Regions from separate parts of the Zea mays genome. Here region 1 is linked to region 2. A link is a contact called in public Hi-C data. All regions are on one chromosome and are shown on one strand. The core of a region is the stretch at or near the end of the contact, and the rest is flanking DNA. Distances in the headings are between cores, read along the strand shown. Region 1 holds the start of LOC103650524 (dof zinc finger protein DOF5.1-like). Region 2 holds the start of LOC100276878.

The links. Hi-C and Micro-C count contacts between places; a contact is called where the count stands out from the background.
Region 1: a contact with region 2 is called in a Hi-C map of bundle sheath, with 4 times the contacts expected there. The contact joins the promoter of LOC103650524 here to the promoter of LOC100276878 in region 2. A contact is called at or near these places in 2 of 25 Hi-C or Micro-C datasets (bundle sheath and tassel).

What each region holds. Positions count from the first base shown.
Region 1 is chr3:127,707,576-127,711,281 of Zm-B73-REFERENCE-NAM-5.0, forward strand. LOC103650524 (dof zinc finger protein DOF5.1-like) reads right to left here and starts at 1,303. Exons shown (of 2, transcript NM_001346839.1): 1 at 705-1,303; 2 at 1-403. The coding sequence starts at 755.
Region 2 is chr3:127,383,693-127,387,098 of Zm-B73-REFERENCE-NAM-5.0, forward strand. LOC100276878 reads left to right here and starts at 1,294. Exons shown (of 1, transcript NM_001320293.1): 1 at 1,294-2,398. The coding sequence starts at 1,558. The coding sequence ends at 2,283.

The DNA.
Region 1 (3,706 bases), core at 53-2,552, 320 kb after region 2:
TGCGGAGCGCGCCGCCGCGGGTCCAGTAGCGGCGGCACGCCTTGCAGAAGTGGCGCGGCTGCGAGAGCGAGTAGTTGTTAAAGTAGCAGAACTTGGTGTTGGCGGAGTCGCAGCGCGGGCAGCGGAGCGTGCCGGGCTCCGGGAGCGGCACGCGCACGAGCCTGGCGCGCTCCGCCATCGACACGACGGGGCGAGGCTGCGTCGCCCCCGCCCCTGCCCCTGCTCCCGCCGTCGTCGGCACCGAGGTGGACGAGCCGCCTCCCGCTGGAGCGCTCGCCGCCGTGTCAGCAGGACCTCCGCGCAGCGGCGCCAGGCAGGACGGCGGAGGCATCAGGTGGTGGTGGTCGCTGCCAGCACCGCCGTCGAGGAGACACTGGAGTGGTTGCTGCTGCTGCATATGCATCTGTATGCATGTATAGCGAATCAATTATAATAAAGACTGGAATTCAACGCACGGTATATTCAAGATTCAAGAACATGCATGCCTAGAATGATGCCTTTCCTTTTGTGTCTAAGTTCAATCAGACATGAACGAAGGCACAGTAAACAAACTTGCAAATTTTGCGGTGAACCAACCAAAGTTTGAAGTTCATTGTTCGTATCAGGGGAAAAATACCCCAGGATTCACTCTTAAATAACAAGAAGGAAACAGATACACGACGAAATTAATTAAAAAAAGAAGAGTAATAGGATAAATCAACCACCTGGCCCCAATTGGGAGGGTCAAGGAAGATCGGGAGCGAGGAGAACACCATGATGGCGGGTGCGGTGGCGAAGTTAAGAGAACGACTCGGCCTCTTTCGTTCCTTTTACTGACCGTGACTCTTGGGGAGGGAGAACGATGGAGAAGGGTGTGAGGAGATGGAAACCACAGCTTTCCTTGCGCCTGCCCTCAAGGGCTGCCTTTTATAATTTATGTGGCCTTCCTTAGCTGCTAAGAGAGAACGAACGATCGAGCTGGAGCTACCTGCAGCTAAGAACAGTGCTGCGAGACAGCAAGAGACAGATGGTGCTGATGAGGATAGCTAGCTAGAGAGCTAGCGCGGATGGCTGGATGGATGTGTCTTGGGTCATGAGAGAGAGAGAGGGAGAGAGAGAGAATAAAAGGTGATGGCTCAAAAACTGAGAAGGCCGTGACAAACCCTAGGTATGGCTAGTAGCTAACAGTAGGAGAAAGAGAGAGAGAAGAGGGAGAAGAATGAAGAGCTCAATCAGTGTGCAGGAGGGGACATGGGCGGCGCCACCAGAGAAAGCTGGGAAGGGCTCCAGCACGCAATGGAATGGGGTGGACTGGGGATGGATCGGACGCGAGGAGGCGAGATGGTGCTGCTGCTGCCCCGTATTTATACACCCACCAAAAGCCAAAACAAAGCGAAAGCGAAAGCGAGCTGGTCTGCTCTTGGTACGCTGCCTGCGGCCTGAGCTTCGCGACCCAAGTGTTCCTTCTCTGGGGCCCACACCGAGCTGGTAGAGGAAGAATTATTGTGTTCTTGTATAAATCCATCATTAAATTAAATATACTTATCATAACCAGATCTAAATACTCAAAGTAGATTTCTCATATTGTAGGATCGGATGGCGCTAGAATAGGCAAGGCATTCAGAGGAGGTGAACAATTGCGGAAGCTTAAAACTATTTATCTCAGCTTCTCTTAATCACAAAACCAAAATATTGCAGTTTTATAGTTCCGAACAGATTGCTGTCACGTTAAAAAAACGTTGCTGGCCAAAATCCGTAACTCCGATCGTTCTCAAAATTTAATCGATTAAACTAGATAAAATCATAAATCTAAAACGACTGAAATCACGACAATCGGACTTCAGGATCTAAAGTTATTAACGAAACAAGATCGCCGCTCCAGATCTAATTTCGAAATTAAATAATAATCAGAAAAGAATGGTATCTCAAACTTTGTAGACCAGTAAAATGCATGCCTTAGTATTGGACTAGATGAATCAAAACATCAGTGACACTTGAAAACAAAGATTCAATCTATAATCAAAACAAAGAACATAACTAATAATCAACAAATAGAGAAATAATGTTACTGCACTAATCTCAAAGCACCAGAGATTTGTGTACAAAAGTGCTCTCCAAAGCATCAGAGAGTTCTACCTTGATCTCTCTAAAAACCTCTAGTTTAATCTCTTAATAGATCTAATATAATAGCTACCTCTTCTAATACCTCGTCTAAAAAACGAGAACCAATTTTGCTATATATATATATATATATATATATTGTATATTAGGAGCCCTGGGCTTCCAATAACTAAAGAAAGCCCAGGCCAGACAGTGCAATCCGGTCGAACCGGACCAGGTCCAGACGTTTATAAAAGAAAATCTGTAGTGCTAGGGTTCAGTTTTACACGTCATATTCGATTCATTAGCGACGGCGGTTGCCCGATAGCGCGCGCGGCGGTGGACCCCCGGCCGGTGGCTGCGGTGGCCGCGGCTCCCCGACCTCGACATGCGGTGGCGGCGGTTCCCAGGCCCGCGGCGGCGGGCCCCGATCCAGAGGGCGAGCGACGGCAGTGCCCTTATGCGATAGCGGCGGTTCTCAGGCCGGTGGCCGCAACTCCATTACCTCGACGCACGGTGGCGGAGGTTCCTCGATCCGGAGTAATGGCGGCGGTTCCCCGATCCAGAGGGCGAGCGACAGCGGGGCTCTTGTGCGGGCAAGCGGCGGCATCCCCGAAGCCCCGAGGAGGCGGCACTTCCAAGGCCGGCGAGCAAGCGACGCCCATCGACGTGCGAGCGACGGCGACGCATGAGGCACGATGTTCGAGCGAGCGACGTCACGGAAGGAGCGAGATACGCGCAGATCGCTGCGTGACATCCTCCGATCCGGCGCAGTTTTCTTTTCGATTATTGTGTTTTATGCCTACCACATGTATTATTTACGCTAAAAATTGTACGATTTTATGCTTGAACACAGAGTTCGTATATCAGTTTACTGCATGCACATTCGAAAGGCAATTCCTTGATTTATGCGGTTCGTAATTTGCGCGCATGCAATGAAAAACTCCCACGATTTTGCCATAATTTTTGGATCTGTATAAAAATAGAAACCGCATGCATGCGGCTGCCATATTTTTCGGATCTGTCATAAAAATAGGATCGTAATAACAACCTACTAAAGCTATCAACCTCTAATTGACTCGGTATTTACGCTTATAATGAGGGATTTTATGCTCAAAACTTAAGGTTTTTACGCTCCACCCGGAGATGCGTCCACCAGTGAACAACATGCCAGATTTTTTACGTAGTGTAAGGAATTGCATAAATACCTACACCGTGTAGTATAATTTGTTTCAGTATACATCATAAACTAGTTCTAATGCGTTTAGCTGCATGGCTGTTGGAGAGATCCTATATTTATGAAGGAAATAAAACATTAAATGCGATTTTTTGTTTCTATGCATGCAATTCATTTCCTTTCATTGCATATTCTTTTCATCATAAATTCGTGTGCATGCAGCTGGTAGCAGATTTTTACGCAGTATACCGAATATCATAATTATCTACACAGTGTAGTATATTTAGTATCAGTATATATCATAAAATGGTCATTACGAGTTTTAGTTGCATGTCTTTTGCAGGGATCCTAAATTTATAGAGGAAATAAAGCATTTAAAATAGAAACCGCCACATATATCGTTCCTAAATTTACGCGCATGCAAGAGAACGTGTTTGACTCATGCATGCA
Region 2 (3,406 bases), core at 44-2,543:
CAGTACAGTACAGTACAGTACAGTGATCCTCTGCGACAGGAACAGAGGAGGAAGAAAAAGAAAAGAAAAAAAAGTTATATGATTGGTTAGGGTGTCTCTAATAACGTCCTATATATCAATATTTTATATCTAAAAGATTTCATTCTCTATGGCTCTAATTGGTTGCGTGGTCAAGCGTATCCTCGCTCATTTGAGCTTGGTCCACTGGAACCGGTATCCATACTGCGTACCCACGCATGCAGTATTTTGACCTATACTGCACGGGCGGATGCAGCCCTGGCCTTCGCGTAAGCAGGTAACCAAACAGTGCCCGTCACCGCATAGGGAGAGTCCGGATGCGCGCGTCCAGGTAACCAATCATGCAGTATATATCCTTCCTCTCCAACAACGTCCTCTAAATCACGTCCTCTATACGCAAATATCTATATTAGAGATATTTTTTTATTTTTTGTACATATGTATTTGTCGTACTCTTAAATATGTTGTACATATTTTAGTTTTGCTAAACCGGTTATTTAAAGTATTTAAATGGATGAATGACTGTTTAGAGGAACTCTATATATAGAGAATACAACAACATTTTCTAAATTTAGAGGACGTTGCTGAATAGCGTAGAACACCGTTTAATCCTCTAAATTTAGGGTAGAGGAGCCTTTAGCGGTCCTTGCTAGAGCCAGCCTTAGGCTGTCTTCAGCAGCGTCCCCTAAATTCCATCCCTAAAGGAATATTCTCTGTCCTTTACAGAACACTCTAAAAGATTTTATCCTCTATATTTTCTTCATCTCCAGCAACGTCCTCTATATTTAGTCCTCTATATCTACAGTATTATCAAACTTCGAATTTTGCATTGTGTTTCACCTATAAAAAAATAATTTCATAAGACATCATGTTATGTATAGTGGTGATCGTACATGTCTGGTAGCATGTACCCATCACATTTAGTACAGTTGTAATCGTTTTTTAGTATAAGAAGGACACAAGTACACTGACATTGATGCAGATGTCAGCTATAGAGGACGCTTCTTCGTCCGCTACGTTTAGATAATTCTTGGCGAGCTCTAAATTTTACAGTCTCCTTTAGCGATCCTTGTTGGAGGCATTGCACACGGTTGCATCTGCTAAATTTAACGTAGAGAACGCTTTACAGATCCTTGCTGGAGTCGGCCTTAAATTTGAAAAGGTTTAGTTTTCTTAAGAATTGATATGTCTAATATTCTTTGAAGGAAAAAACTATGTTCATATAATAAGGTCTCCAGAAGCCATCCTATCTTATTTTATATTTTACTCAGTAAACAATACTCGGGTGTACAGTGTTTTATACGACCGATCTGGTAAAAATGTGGAGACGAAGTGAGGAACCTTCCGCGCGCGCCCTCTCTCTCCCCCTTAACTGCTCTGACCAACCCCCACCTTGTTCCAGCTACCCTGTTCCCTCTTCGTCTCTTCTTGACGCCTTCAAGCTCCTACTCTCCGAGCAAACCTCTCCCTCTGCCCCTCCGCAGCAGAGCACGAATAGAATAGCACAGTCGGCGACCAGAGGACCAGCCACTGTCGGCAATGGCGGAGCCCAAGGCGTCAAAGAGCAGGTCCAAGTCCAAGTCCAAGAGCAGCCACGACGGGGCGGCGTCGAACAAGTCCAAGGCCGCGCCCGCGCCGGCGCCGGGAACCCTGGACGCGCACTTCACGCCGTGCGCGGACGTCAAGGGCCTCCGCTTCGGCGCGCAGCTCGTGACGCGGGCGCTCACCGTGCGCCGCGCATCGCCGCTGGAGCTCCCGCACCTCCTCCGCGCCTCCCCCTCCCCCGCCGCCGCCCCCGCCGCGGCGGACCCGCTGTCGTTCGCGCCCACGACGACGGCCTACATCCCGACCAGCTTCGCCATCCTGGCGCACCACGCGTGGCACACCCTGACCCTGGGCCTGGGCACCAGGAACTCCAAGGCCGCCGTGTTCGTGTTCGAGTCCGCCGCCATGAAGGCCGCGGCGGACGCCGCGTGGCCGGGCGTGGTCCCGCTCGGCGACGTCGGGCGCCGCCTCCTCCGCGCCGCGCCGGGGGCGCCCGAGATGGCGCGCTTCAAGTTCCGCAAGGGCTGCCTCACCTTCTACGTGTACGCCGTCCGCGCCGCCGGCGCGCGCGGGTTCGCGCGCGCCGACGAGCTCCGCGCCGTCGTCGAGGCCGTCGCCCGCCTCAAGGACTTCCTCGACCACACCGCCATGCTCGCGCTGCCGGGACAGAGGAGCATCGACGTCGCCGCCGCCGCCGCGCAGGTGGGCGTCGTGCATTGACGGCTTGTGACGAACTGTGAATAATTTCTTTGTGTTTTTTCCTCGTGGTTGTGTGCGTTGGTTTTCTGAATGCGGCAGTTTCGTTTTGGATTGAGATCCGTGTTTGTTGTGCGATTCATTGGTTCTCCGGTGTGAAATTGTTCATTATTAGCATTAGATTAGAAGAAGCCAGGCAGATTTCACTTCTAAGTCCTAGTTTAGGAACTCCATTTTTTTCATGTGATTTTTATTTTTCCAAGGGAATATAAAATAATTTCCTTAATGAAATTCCCTTGATAAATTGTAGTTCCTAAACTAGGCCTAAAACTATGTCTAAAAGATCATAGTTAGCCATTTGTTTTTTTTTCTCTTCATTCAGAGAGTGAAGTGACAAGACAAGCTGCAAATGTGATCATCGTCCACACTGAGCTGAACAAACTCAACTCCTAGCCATGGGAACGGGAATCTGATTCTAGCTTATGACAGCCTTGGAGCCTTGATGCCTAACACTAGTGATCAATCATGACGACGCATAATGCTGGCCCCAAACAAGTACTGACGGGCTGACGCATCGACGCCGTGCGGCTTCAGACTGACTTCAACGGTTCCCCCTAAATTTATCCCCCTATATCTCACTCACGTGCCACGTCAGCGTTATCTCTCCCCCTATTTCTCCACACTCTACAACGGTTCCCCCTATATCAATCCTCTATACCCCACCACAACAATATTATATACTTTCTTCATCAACTAACTCAACTACCATACAATATTAATATTATTTTTATTTCTTATATCTACTGTATACGGAGATAATTACCATTAAATATTAATTTAATTTTTATTTCTTATTTGCACAGTGTATACGGGGATAATTACCATTAAATATTAATTTAATTTTTATTTCTTATTTGCACAGTACAAGGGCATTCGTACCATGACATATTAATTTTATTTGTATTTGTTATTTGAACAGTACACCGGCTTCACGTGTTCCACAATTAATTACCAAACGCCATAATTAGTATTAATACGGTATTAGAAATACGTTTCCATTTTATGTTTTTTTTAAAAAAAAAGAATTAACATTCTTCTCGTACACGACACGATTGGCTTCCAGCACACGACTGTCTTCTCCGGCAAG